Linked DNA regions of Mus musculus: regions 1 and 2 are each linked to region 3. Evidence: chromatin contacts called from public Hi-C data. All regions are on one chromosome and are shown on one strand. Each heading gives the region's core, a stretch centred on a gene start, on an enhancer-like site or on the middle of the called end of the contact. The rest is flanking DNA. Distances are from core to core; before and after follow the strand shown.

Region 1 (4,798 bases), core at 760-3,259, 150 kb before region 3:
AGTGCTATTTACTGGCTTGTCCCTCATGGCTTGCTCATCCTGATCCCTTCCATCCCCATAGCAAGATCACTGGTCCATGAGTTGAACACACACAATAGGTTGGACCCTCTGCCATCAATCACTAAATAAGAAAACTCCCTCCAGCCTTGTTTACCGAGATGGAGCTTATGGAACAATTTTTCTCAATTGAGGCTCCCTTCTTTCAGATGACTCTCGCTGTGTCAAGCTGACATGAAAGCAGGCTGCACAGTGTATGTGTGAAGCATGTACTGAAAGAGAGTTACCGTTAAGAGGTTTTGACTGGTTTTATGCACTATGTTATTTGTAGTATACCACTTCCGTAGATAGTTATCAACTGAAGCACTGGAAAAGCCAAGAGAGAAGCCAAAGAGAGAAAAAGATAGAGGAAGTGATAAAAAGGAAGAAAAAAACAAGGGTGGGGACAGAAAGTGACTGAAGGGAATTTACTTAGCAACACAGACCTTAGCTACACTTACACTGCTGACCTCTGTTACGGAGAGACGCTCTGCACAAACTGCAAACCTCACTAGGAATTCCCCAGGACTCCTTGGGAGTGGTCAACAGCATCCTCTTTGGTAGAGGACAGGTTTCCTTTCCTTCTTGTGTTAACCCACAAGCCTACCCTCCATGCTCTGGAAGGCTGAGTTTTTATCCACTCGTATTCTAATCTACTTCCTCCAAGTTCACCTAACTCTCTGAGCCCTACCACTGTCCTTACAGTGGGATAGTACCTATAGTACACTGAGCCAAAACTCCTATATTTTGTATTCCTAAGGTACCACTGAAATGCTTTTCTCTGGCTTTTCCTTCTTGAAGACTTGGGCGATGGTTGTGGCCATGGGGATATTTTATTTTTGTTTCTGTTTTATGCACCATTTTTGGTAAAAAGTATTATTTCAACTTATAAAGCACAGACCCTGTCACTGGATAAAACAGAGACGCCAGAGCGCTTGAGGAATATTTTCTGTGTATTGAAAGTGCTTATGTCCAGAACAGATCAAGGTTATGTTCCTTAATCATCTACCTCTGATGCTGAGAGAACTTCAGACACACTTAAGGGATTCTTGGAATCTCTTATTTTCGAGCAGTAATTTCAGAAGTCCATCAGCAAGACTTTTGAGGCTTCTAAAATAACTAAGTAGGAGACATCAGGAAACGCCATCTGGCCTTTAATTGCTATCTGGCTTTCTCCTAACCCATCATATTCCTATAGTTCCTGAGATCTTTAACATTGTTCTCATGTTTTTCAAAAGTATTTACTAAGATCCTTTCAGCAATCGATCAAAGAGCTAACCATCGTGAATTAGTGTATAATGGTATGTGTACATTAATACACATGAGGCTGCACACAGGGCTCACCACTGAACTAGAAGAGGGGACAGTTTCCCAAGTGATCTCATTGACGGGTGGCAAGTGCCTGACAGGATACACTCACCGGCCAGCTTTGGTGGCAGCCTCTAACCCAGGAGATGGGGTGGGGTGGGGTGGGGGGGGTTGTGAATCTTCCTAGAGGAACAAATATTTTCCATCAATCTCATCTTGGGTTTATTTATCTTTTAAAAAATAAATACCATTTTCAAGAAATGCTATTAGAAGACAGGAACTCTAGAAATATTAGCACACATTAATGTCCATAAGTCAAGGTCCTGAGTTAAGTAAATATTAGAATCATTACTTTCTAGATGGCACCAAGAGAAAGAGAGAAATCATACCGGGGGCTCTGTTTAAAGAGCAGGGAGCTATTTCTGTGGGGTAGGTTTATCAGGAGAGGTGACGTGCCTGGTGGTGCAGACAGGTCAAAGCACAGAAACAACACACAGGGCACAACCTACATTACAGTTTTGCCTAAAGCCTGAGCTAATCTTGAGCTCTGCTTTACCCTCCCACTCAGCAGGGAAAATGCCCAGCTGGGCTTCCAGAGTGGAAGTGAAGTGTAAGGAGGAAGTGGCTTTTAAAACTCTGACGAAGTGTCTACAGTTGTTGTGTGCCAAAACGAGTTTGCCTGGAAATTTTCCCATTCTGACGTCCTTCGGGTTGTCTCTTGGACCCTTCCGTATCGTAGCTCTTGTGTGACTGAAACCTCTGCATAAAAGTTCGTTATCCTATGCTTGGCAGGAGCATGTGCCAGCACCCGTGTGTCCTCCTTCCCACAATGCTTCACAAGAACCAGTAAACGAGTCCTCTATTTATGATCTACAAGCTTTCAACTAAAAACCACCACAGTGTAATTATATAGGCACTTGGAGATGTAATACACGACCTGTAACCCCAACCTTAGCCTGTGCCCCCTTCTTTTTTGATCCAATTTGAAACTTTTGTGAAGTGATTGACTGCAAAGGTGCCCTCTATTAAGCAAGTTCTAGAAGGTGTTTTCTGCAAAATGAAATGTGTTCCCATTTAAGCTATCCCTAATAGGAATTTTGCTTCTACTCACCCTCCTGCTGTGAGTGAGGCTACACGCCTATGAGTCAGGACCCTCTCTCTCCCACCTTCCAGGAAATCCAACTTAGAGTTGGCAGTTCTGCTCTACACAACAAAGACCTGTATTATTGCGTCTCAGTGTGAAACTGTGGAAAGATTTCAATATCACCTCACAGTTTGGACAGCATTCACTTTAACCCACCAATAAACCTGTGAAGACAGAAGACTGGTTACATATGTCATTCTGTTTACCAACTTTACTCTATGGATTAATGTCTTTAAAATTGAATCCATTGTCTTTAAATAAAACTGAATCCATCAGTGAAAAAGAAACATTACATGGGCCAGCAATGATGCTGAAATACCTATTACTGCTTTCTGTAGCATTCACCATCAATGCTTTCCTAGCCTTGGAAATCCTTGTTTGAGAAGAATTTTCTAAGCATCCTTAACCCCATTAGGTCCAATAAGGAAGGCCAAGAGCGGTGAGATGTTAAAGGTCCTTGTTGAATGCAAGGTTACCATGGAAAACAAGATTTTAAAAATGAAAGTGAAAAGTGAGGGATAGATTAGTGAGTGCACACTTGCTTTTAGAGCAAGTGGGAAGACTTGAGTTCAAATACTCAGAACCGTGCGAGGCTACAAGTGATAGCATCGATCTGTAATCCTCGCACATCAATGTGCTGACGTAGGAGTGGAGAAGCCCCTCCCTGAAGCTTGCAGGCCAGCTAGCTGGTATTTACAGTGGGGAACAACAAAAAGAGACACCCTGTCTCGAAAAAAGGTGGAAGAAGAGGCTACTGAAGAGGTGCTCACTGTCCTCTCGTAGCACGCCAGTCCCCTGCACACACACACACACACACACACACACACACACACACACACACACACAGTCCAAAGTGGTGAGAAAGAAGAGTTGTTGCCTGTGAATGGAGAATGAATCATCTAATAGAATGATTCTGAAAGACTAATAGCAAAGCATCCAACACACAAGCATGGCACTCCTGGGCTAACGGATAGTACCAGCCAGAGGATGATGGAGACACTGGAAAACTTTTGGACAGTTGTGTATCTAGACACTTCGTGGGTACCAGCTTCAAATTAATTCCAGGAGGGCTTAATCCCTAGGGAAGGCAGTCACCTGCCTCCATAAATTTCCATTACAGACAAATGAGAATGGTTTGGGGGCTTGGAGGTTTTATACATATTCAGAAGAAATAGACTTTCCGTATCTTCAGTATGCTAAATATCCTTCTATAACCTCTAGACACATATAGTACAGAATATATATGAACAAGAACAGTAGCCATGAGTAAAAGCTTTGAAAACTGATTCAGGCTCCTGCTCCTGGAAGTACATTTAGGGGAACCAATGTACTTGGCACTTTTGGAATTTCCAATAAATGGCCCCACTTAACAGCTAGTTTTAAAGAGACTCTAGTGTTAGTATTCTGGTCTGATGAGGAAACGTGTCCTGGGCTTTCCCCAATAGAAGCACAATGAAAACTCAATTCAAACCACTGCTTTCTTCGAACATATCCTGATGATACAGTTTATATAGACCCAAAACGTAAACACACCACACCACACACACACACACACACACACACACACTATCCTTCCTTCAGCTATATGAAGCTAATGTTAGGAGACAATATCTTGAGTTTTTGTATAGATGAAGCGCTTCTGTCTAGTAGTTTTCCATGTGCAGCTAAAGATCATGGTGCCTAAACTGAGCATGTTATTAATTTTTGTACTCAATGAAAAAGATCATGTAGCATGAAAAGGCTGTTCATCTTGGTATGTGACTCACTTAAAGACCTGGAAATGATTCAGAATGTCCATAAATTGTAGTAAATGTGTGGCGTATTTTGAGCGTTGTCAAGTGTGGGATGAAGATTTCAGTTTCTGCTATTTTAAGTATAACTCATTATTAGTTTAATTTTTAAATTCTCTTTTAATTTGTGATACATCATTTTAGTAAACTACATGAAGGATAGTAAGACACTAACAGTGTTTCAGCTTAAAACTACCCAGTGACTAGATTTTAAAACATTGCTGTACTGAAAAATCAAAATAGATGTTTATTTTTGTAAAAATCTCTCTTTAGAATCTATCCTTGTCCAATAATGTCTAATAAATGCATAGAGGCATGTATTTATATTTAGCTCATTTTTAATCAGAAAGTAAGGATTAATAGAAGAATGAACAGAGAATATTTTTCATCCATGCTCAAAAGTATCTGAGGGTGTGCTGAGGAGATGGCCCGGCAGTTAAGAGGATTGGCAGCTCTTCCAGAGGACTGGGGTTCAATTCCCAGCATCCACATGGCAGCTCACAAGTGTAACTGAAATTTC
Region 2 (4,399 bases), core at 1,190-3,689, 170 kb before region 3:
TCCCTTTCCCTTAAATTTGCAAGCAGTGCTTAGGTTTTTACTTTTGTGGTTTGTTTTTTAAGAGTATCAGAACCTCTGTTGGAAGGGTTCACAGAGAACATGCCCATGCAAATAGGTATGAGAACCCTATGTCATCTGGTGCTATGCCCCATCCCTTCACGGGTTTCAAGAGAGCCTGTGTGAGAACACGAGACGCCTGTGGATTTGGCTCAGAGCTCCCAGCATGGATGATGAGCAGGCACTCTGTGCTCCCTGAACACAACACAGTATGAAGATGTAGGCTTCCAGATGATCCACTGGCCATCCTAAAATTGGGCCAGACGCTGTTCTTAAAATTTGTGTACAAGTAAGAAAGGTCTTGAGAGGACTAAGAGTGTAGCTCAGTGGCAGAATGCAAGGTTATCATGCAGAAGGCAATCTGTTGAGGTCCTAGCTACAACCCCCGTTAATATGTTTTATATATTTAAAACAATGTTACAATAGAATTTTAGAAGGTGGAATTGTGTGACCCTGTTTGTGAAATTACAGTGATTATAGCTTCATTTTTTTCCAACTTAATGTGTCTAACAACTACAAACCTTAAACTGCTTATTCTTAAATTAGAAATTTACTCTGTTAAATAAATAAGAATGATTTGAATTCACATTTTTATAGGCTGTTTTATAGAATTTAAAATGCAAGAGGGAGAGCAATGGCCACCTCATATTAACAGATCTAAGTAATGCCTCGAGCATTAGAATCCTGTAATTGTGTAATTTTAATTCAGGCACAAAATTCTAATCTGATTTATGGTTCCACTCTTAGCACCTTGTTTCAACCCAGAGTGTCCCCTTTATTATCTGTCCGTGCCCTACGTAGTACACTAACACTTTCAAACTGGCCATCAAACTGCCTCCGTCAGCCATCATCTGCCCAAACTGTTGCTCTGGGCTCTTGGATGGCTTCAAGGTCCTGTGCATAGTCTCTGGGCTCTTGGATGGCTTCAAGGTCCTATGCATAAACCCTTTTGTATAACTCGGAAGTTACTTCATGGCTGCTACTCTCCTGCCCTGCAAAATATTCTCTGTGCTAACAGCTGGGAAACTCTCCATTGCCTGGGCATCAAAATCAAGTGGACAGCTTAATAAAAATACCTATGTGCCCCACCCCCACCCCTATCCAGAACTAAGCTACTTACAATTGGCAGGGGCAGGGAAGGGATGGCTGGTTTGCATGAGAATGGCCTCATTAGGCTCCTGCTTTTGACTGCTTGGTCCTGTGGGTAGAGATGTTTGAGAAGGAGTAGAAGTGTGATCTTGTTGCATGTGGTTTGTCACTGGTGGTGAGCTTTGAGGTTTTAAAGGCCTATACCGCTCCAGTTGGCTCTCCCGCCGCCATCTCCTGTTGGTTCTAAGCTCCTAGCTACTGTTCCAGTGCCATGCCTGCCTGCTGCTGCCCTGCTTCCTGCCATGATGGTCTACTCACCCTCTGGAACTGTAAGACCCAGTAAACTCTTCTGTAACTTGCCTTGGTTATGGTATCTCTTCACAGAAATAGAAAAGTAACTAAGACAGAGGGAGAAAATCGGTTTTCTTCAAAGACATGACCCTTGAGAAACATAGGTCTACCATGTTCCAGATAGCCACACACCAAAAAGTTTGGGCTTCAGGCTCAATGGATTGAAAAAGAAAATAAATTGATAGGGTAAGGAGGCTGGATCTAAAGAGAGGTAGGAGGAGTGATTTTGATAAAAATACATTGTATGAAATTCTTGAAGATTAATAAAAATTTTAAATGCCTAAGCACTAAGTCCCCTTCTCGAGTTTTACCCCATAGACATGGGTGTTTTGTTTTATTATGTTTTAATTGTGGGAGGGTTATCAGGGATTTAAAAATGCTAATGTTGATATTCAGTTATCTACAGAATCACCCATCTGAAGATCTCCCCCTCGCCCCCCCATGTACAAGTAAGCAAAACATTTCAGTGTGAAGAGATTTGTTTTGTTTGTTTGTTTTTTGGATTTTTTTAAGACAGGGTTTCTCTGTGTAGCCATGGCTGTCCTGGAACTCACTCTGTAGACCAGGCTGGCCTAGAACTCAGAAACTCGCCTACCTCTGCCTCCCAAGTGCTGGGATTAAAGGCGGGCACCACCACACCCGGCGTGAAGAGATTTCTTTAAAGAGAACTTAAACTCATTTTTCTTCTCGAGTAGCTTATGAAATGCTAAGGCCCCATCTAATAAGTACCATAGATTAAATTAATACACAATGTTAAAAGAAACTCAAGAGAAATGAAAAGAACCACCTTTAGAAAACCGTTTGTCACCATCTTCACTGTTGTGAAGAAGTTCTCCCAGCTAGGCCTTCCTAGAAGAATTTCAGGTCCACAGCTCCTCCTACTCACCCGGTGTCCACCACACCCCTTATCAAGACCATGCATCCTGTTTCCACACATGCCCCTGGGTGACCTTCTCTAGCTCCTCTCAAAGGCTTGTGCATGGAAGAACCCTGGCCCACAAGTCCAGCCAACCAGATCCCAGTTCCAGGTGTGTTAGTAAGAATATATTCACAATATTCCTGGCACCAAATATGTGGAGTTGTCCACACCAACAGCCAGTTTCTTCCATCTTGCACATGTCCCCTTGCCCTTCTGACGAGTTGTGACTCAGCATAAAGGCCCTGGTCAGAACAATGAATGCTCTTGGTCTTCTCTGTCAGAGCCATGAGCCAAGGAACCTTCTATTGTTTGTCAGTTATCCAGACTGTCACTCTGTTACCCAAACTGTGAAGTTCACCAGATAGAACATCAGAGAGGGTGGGAAGCCCTGGTTGTCCTCATGGCTAACCCCCACCTGAAAACCTCAGCACCCCTTCATTTAGGGTTTTCTTCTTTTCTTTTCTTTTCTTTTCTTTTCTTTTCCTTTTCTTTTCTCTTCTCTTCTTTTCTTTCTTTCTTTTTTTTTTTTGAGGGATTTCATCATGTAGCCATGAAAACCTCAAAGTTCTAGGAAACTGCAAACTATTTGGAAACTCTGTGCCAACCGTTACAGCCAAAGGTCAGACTTATTTCTTCCTATGTCACAATTTCTCGGCTAAGAATTTCCTGTGTGGCTTTTGAGTCACCGTTCATCCTGGGTTTTCTCCGGTAAGGTGATAGAGTTATATTTTCCCTCCTGTCCAGTCGCTTTTCTTTTACCTTCTGTAAAATCTTCTGCAGGGTATGCTACCCATGAATCCCAATGTGCTAGTAAAAGTACAAAGTTGTTCATACAGCCACCGGTAGTGCTGGGATATTCTAAAACCTCCTAGTGCTAGACGTGCATGGTTGTGAATCTCCTGCCAGTGTGGGCATCAGCTTGTGGTAGGCTTCTAGAGTCAGCTCCTACCACCTCTGAAGTCAGTTGTTTGATATTCGGAAATTTTGAGAGCTAGGTAACTGTTGATAACTTCCCACCAGCCCATTGTGAGTGTTTACACCACAGGAATAGAAAAATCACTACAGATCAGACCGTTAGACAAACAGCCAGTTTACTCACATGCCGCTGACAACAGCAGTTTAATGTTCTGCATCGAGATAAGCAACAGTATTTTAAGGTACGTAGTTAAGGTACATTATTATCATATTGCTAGTTGAATTAGGCCAGATTTGTAAATTATTCTTCAAAAAAATCAGTCTACATAAAGCCACTCTGTGTGTCAAATGTGTATCCCCTGAACCATTTTATTGATACTATCCCATGGCCCTTTCTAAATATCACCTTTTACTGCTTCTCAAATCAATAGGCTAAGGCAGCCCAGGCATCTTGCTACAAGGTAGATTCAAAGATCATGCTTGTACAACTGAAATAATGTAGAATGCACAGCTAGTCCAATTATTTGACTATAAAAAAGCTAATTTAGCTCACTGCATCATTGATCCATTTAATTGTACAGCAGCTTCCTATTGATAACAGGAAATAGCCCGACCCAACTGTGCTGAAAATGGAAATGGCCGGTTTTCCATAACCATAAATTTAAATAAGGATTCTACCTTATGTGTGGAAACTAAAAAGCAAAAATCATAACCAAGGTTTGTTCAATATTTCTTATTTTTACTGATCTGTTTGTCTTGCATACTTTCTGGACTTTGTAAGTCATTAAATGTTAGCCTCTGTTTGAGCTCATGACTTAGTGTTTTATTTCGGATAGCTACTGTGATGAATCTAAGCTATCATATTCATTCTGCCCTTGGGAAGCATTCAGCAATCCCTCAGTATCGCAGAGGATGCTGGTGACCTAGAAAAACTACTTTCTGTGGTATTTCTAAGAAGCCTCTTGGTTCAGGCGGCTCCTGTTCACTACACATATGTAGTGTGGGTCAACGAACATTTGACAGATAACCACTTGTTTTGCTGCAGTGTGAGATATTAAGGGAGCCAAA
Region 3 (4,322 bases), core at 561-3,060:
CATGGATACCACCCTTATTTGTCATTTATCTGCTCTACCACATATAGTCATCACATTTGCTGTGTTCACTCTTGCACACCGAGCCCTAACACTGTGCCTGGCACAACAATGCTGCCTGCTAAATCTCTGGTGAACAACTGAATGTGTGGCCTTGACCTTCCTCCTGCTACAAGAGAGTATAAAATGGATACTACGATAATGAAAGATTCCAGAGGAGATATTATAAATTAAGGGAAAGGTCACATTCAAGATTAGACAGAGGAGGCTTTGGTGGAGTTAACAGGAAGCTGTCTCCCCAGGAGACAGCCTGTTAGACCAGCCTGTGACAGGACAAAGCTGCAGCCGTGACAGCACGGCCAGGAAGCATCACTAACAAACAGCTGGGCATTTCTATTTGAATTTTGAGACATTATGGCAGGTCAACATGTCCCAAAGCAAGCTCAGCTTGAAAAAAAATCTGTACTCTTAAATATCTCCCAGGATCTTCAGTTTGGCACGATTTCGGATTTCTCTCCCTTTAACGTTCACCCCAGTTAATAAATGAACTACCCACAGGGGATTCTGACATCATTGGTACCTCAGTTCTAAGTCCTGACCTGGAAAACCCCTGGGTATTCACCTGCAGCAGCTTTCCAAGCTGGTTTCCCCGTTGTTCTTTCACTTTTGCTTCCTATCCACCTCTCTCTCTCTCTCTCTCTCTCTCTCTCTCTCTCTCTCTCTCTCCCTTCTTCCCACCTTCCTCCCTCCTTCCGTCCTTGTTTGTTTTTGGATTGGTTTTGTTTGTTGTTTTTCAAGACAACAGGGTGTATCAGTGTGGCCCTGGGCTGTCCTAGATCTCACTCAGCAGACTGGCTAGCCTCAAACTCACTTTCCTCTGCCTCTCAAGCGCTGAGCGTGCACCAGCACCTCCCGTTTTCCTCTTTTACCTTTTCTTATCGTTTTTTGAACAAGTTCCATAAGAGCAATTCAGCTTTTGTTTTGCTTTCCTGTTTTGTGTTTATTTCCTATGTTTTCCTATGGGTCAAACCCAGGACCTTGGCAAAGTCAGGAAAATGTTCTACCAGAAGACACACTCCTCCCAATCCTTAAAAAAGAAAAAGAATGATAATTTAAAAGTTCAGCTCCTCCCTCTCTGACCCCTCTTTTGGAAGTCTTTCCAGGTTCTGCCTTCAACTGGCTGCAGAGAAACCTCTCTAACAGCTGAGGGTACAAACATCCATTCACACACACCCTACTGTTTTATACCAAAGATCCTGCTATCTTCCATTGCAAAGGCAATTCCTCCTCTTCTATGTAGGGAAGCCCACTCCCTTTTCATGTAGATGCCTAGTCTCTTCTGCCCCCTAGTTTGTCAGGCTAGTGAACTGCCTTTCCTTTTCCTGTCTCTGTTGAAGGTCCTTCTCGCTCTATAACCCCATGGGGGTCAAGGTAGGCATGGAATTTTTCTTTGTGGGTGGAACCTAGACATGGAGGTTTGTAGAGAAGAAACTGGTGTTGAAAATTTTTAGACATCAAAGGACATTCTGACGCTAGAGCTTTGGAAACTGAGCCCGAGACAGCCTGACCTTACTCCCTTTCTAAAGCCCTTACTTTTCTTTATTGCTCAACCTGGTAAGTAATCATGGCGTTCCTATCCTGAAGCCCAGGAGAAGCAGGAAGTCTATTTGATGCTTCCACAAGCAACTTCAGCCTCTCTGGTGAGAGACATAAAGGACCTTAGAAAATTTACACAGAGGGAAACTCCAAGAAAGTGAGTCATGCGAGCATAATGAAGAGAAAATAAAGAGAATATAGTTGACCATGGGTATTCCCAGTCACTTCGCAGAGACAGGGTGACTAACTCTCAGTGACTCACCCTAATAGCCTCCAGATGGTCCAGACTAATGTGAAATTTCTGTAGAACTGATAACTCGGGTATCCCTACAACTGGAAAGTGTATTGGCATCAGGAGTATTCTTTGTCAGAAACATAGACACATTTGTGTCTTTAACATAAATATCAGAGATTCCTGAATAGCAATAAATTCACAAATTGTGCTGGTTTCGCAGGTTTCAACTTACCAGGTAATCAATTACTCTAACCCTTGACAGTGTGGCTATCCACAATCATACTTTCTTCTTTTTCAATCTTAATTCCTAACATCAACGCTAAGATCATGTATTCCACCTTGCACACACTATAGAATGGCAGTGCCTTACTGGCTTGGAGAAGTTGGAGAATCAAACCAAATCAGCAGAGACCAAAGGCTGAGGTCTGTGATGGAGACAAAGAACCATTAGTGTAGGCACATGTCCAGGTCTAAGAAGGAGGTCTGATGGATAGATGTTAGAGTGAACTAAGTCAGGCAGTGGGAACTACTAAACTCAAGCAGCAGAGGCAGGAATTCTCTGCCTGTCAGTTCTTTGACCACATACATCACATAGGGTGGTCACATGACAGATTGTTGGTTCCATCTTTATTACAGTTTTATTGCTTTGCTTTCTATTGCTGTGACGAACAGCATGACAAAAAGCAGTTTGGAAAGGAAAGGGTTTATTTCAGCTTGCAGTTTATAGTCAGTTGCTGGTAGAAGCATGGCAGGAACTAGACATGTGGGCCATGGAGGAGCATTGCTGTATTCATTACTTTTCTATTTCTATAAAATATCATGGCCAGGCAATTTATAAAAGAAAGTGTTCAGATGAACTTACAGTTCTAGGGGATTAGAGTTCATGTTGGTACGGTGAGTATATGGCAGTAGAATCAGTGGAGAGGTAGATCTATCTGCAAGCCCTTCCCCATGACACACCTCCTCGAACAAAGCCACACCTCCCAATCCTTCCCATACAGTTCCACCAAACGGAGATGAAGCATTTAAATTTACAAGCCTATGGAGGCATTCTTATTCAAACCATCACAACTTCTTACTGGCTTGACCCTCATGGCTTGCTCAGCCTGCTTTATTATATAACCCAGTACCATCTACCTTGGGTGACATTGCCCACCATGCCTTCCTACATAAATCATTAGTTAAGACAATATTCTGTAGACTTTCCTACAGTCCAATTTTATAGAAGTGTTTTCATAATTAAGATCCCTTCCCCAGATATGTGTAGGTGTGTAAGCAGATGGCAAAACCAACCAGCCCAGCTGTGTGTGCTGGATGTCTTTTCTTTCATGGACTCTTCTTAAGGTTGTTGACCTCTTTGTTGGTCTGGTGTGTTTGGTAAGTTCACATGATTATCTCATGTGGTTTTAATATGTCCATGTATCCATGTGTTTCTGATGTACTTTGTTAAGCTTATAGGCAGTATCCTTTTATTTGCAGGAAGAAGTTATCAGTTATTAGTTCCTTATGGTTGCTGCTGGACAGATGGTGTCCACATGCACAAATGAGATGCACAGTCATTCTCTCTCAACATGAAGCCAAACTCTACTTAATAAGATGGAGTCACTGAGGGCAAGGCACAGTGTTATAGTCATAGTCTCAAACACCTTAGAGAAAGACAGTAACTTGGAGCAGGGCACAGCCTGGTCTGCACAGTTGGGTAGTGACCCTCTCAAAATATACCCTCTTCTAATAGTTGGGACTTGAGGCTATGATAGTTTTTTTGTTTTTGTTTGTTTATTGTTGTTGTTTTGGTTTGTTTGTTTTTTTTTAAAAAAAGGATTGTTGAAGATGTAATTAAGCTAAAACCGTTTGAGGCAAGTATAGAAAACGGCATAGAACACACCTCTCTTATAACAATACCTATAACAACCTGCTGGCAACCTGGTACCTGTACCAGGTTGCACATACCTGCTTTTAAAAATGGAAGTAAGCTATTTCCCTTAGTGATCCCTGGATAGTGCCCATTTCTACACAAACACATCTGGAAACACATCTGGAACCTATAAGCAAGGGGTCAATTCAGACCACTTTTGGATGAATACCAGTAAAGCAAACTGTGTCCTCTGAGTGAACCTTTAGAAAGAATACCTACTTATAATTAGGCATGCATATGATTAAAACCAGATGCATTATTGTTAGCTAATGAAAGAGACAGAGACAGTTCTCTCTAAGGATGTAGCCCCTAGTAAGTTGACCACTCTCTATCTGAAAGCCACACATCTAGGAATATTTGAGCAGCATCAATTGGTGTTGAAGGCTTAAAAATAGATGACACCAGTTTGGGTGAGTAAGGAAGAGCAAACCCATCTGGGAAGAGTTTGGAGGGAGGGGTGAATGTGAGCAAAACACATTCCATGAGACTCTCAAAGAGAAAAAAAAAATAAAGATCTGTTCCCAAAGTGGGGGACAGGGGGAGGACAAGCAGATGCATTATGGGTAGGTCCATGCACAG

Evidence for each region. Hi-C and Micro-C count contacts between places; a contact is called where the count stands out from the background.
Region 1: a contact with region 3 is called in a Hi-C map of bone marrow-derived macrophages, with 2.3 times the contacts expected there. The contact joins two enhancer-like sites. A contact is called at or near these places in 1 of 39 promoter capture datasets (liver), 4 of 484 Hi-C or Micro-C datasets (bone marrow-derived macrophages, liver, nephron progenitors and 1 more), 1 of 115 datasets of contacts at active chromatin or transcription factors (regulatory T cells) and 2 of 9 other capture datasets (adipose tissue and liver).
Region 2: a Hi-C map of the MNK3 cell line shows a contact between it and region 3, with 8 times the contacts expected there. The contact joins two enhancer-like sites. A contact is called at or near these places in 2 of 15 datasets of contacts at CTCF or cohesin (large pre-B cells and pro-B cells), 16 of 484 Hi-C or Micro-C datasets (the AML12 cell line, CD8 T cells, the MNK3 cell line and 6 more) and 4 of 115 datasets of contacts at active chromatin or transcription factors (CD8 T cells, effector CD8 T cells, large pre-B cells and 1 more).

The regions. Positions count from the first base shown.
Region 1 is chr16:49,790,687-49,795,484 of GRCm38.p6, forward strand. No RefSeq gene overlaps it. Among named protein-coding and RNA genes, the nearest start is that of Gm16619, 7.4 kb to the right of the region's middle. Within about 2 kb of position 2,010, at least 115 of the 459 cell types and tissues checked have an H3K27ac peak or open chromatin away from gene starts, as enhancers often do. A contact at or near this core is called in adipose tissue and bone marrow-derived macrophages, where this site is marked.
Region 2 is chr16:49,767,487-49,771,885 of GRCm38.p6, forward strand. It overlaps Gm15518 (a long non-coding RNA gene), which reads right to left. Exons shown (of 5, transcript XR_003951928.1): 3 at 2,285-4,399; 4 at 1-1,255. Among named protein-coding and RNA genes, the nearest start is that of Gm15518, 6.2 kb to the right of the region's middle. Within about 2 kb of position 2,440, at least 68 of the 459 cell types and tissues checked have an H3K27ac peak or open chromatin away from gene starts, as enhancers often do. A contact at or near this core is called in the MNK3 cell line, where this site is marked.
Region 3 is chr16:49,937,336-49,941,657 of GRCm38.p6, forward strand. It overlaps Gm5486. Among named protein-coding and RNA genes, the nearest start is that of Gm19723, 16 kb to the right of the region's middle. Within about 2 kb of position 1,811, at least 62 of the 459 cell types and tissues checked have an H3K27ac peak or open chromatin away from gene starts, as enhancers often do. A contact at or near this core is called in the MNK3 cell line, adipose tissue and bone marrow-derived macrophages, where this site is marked.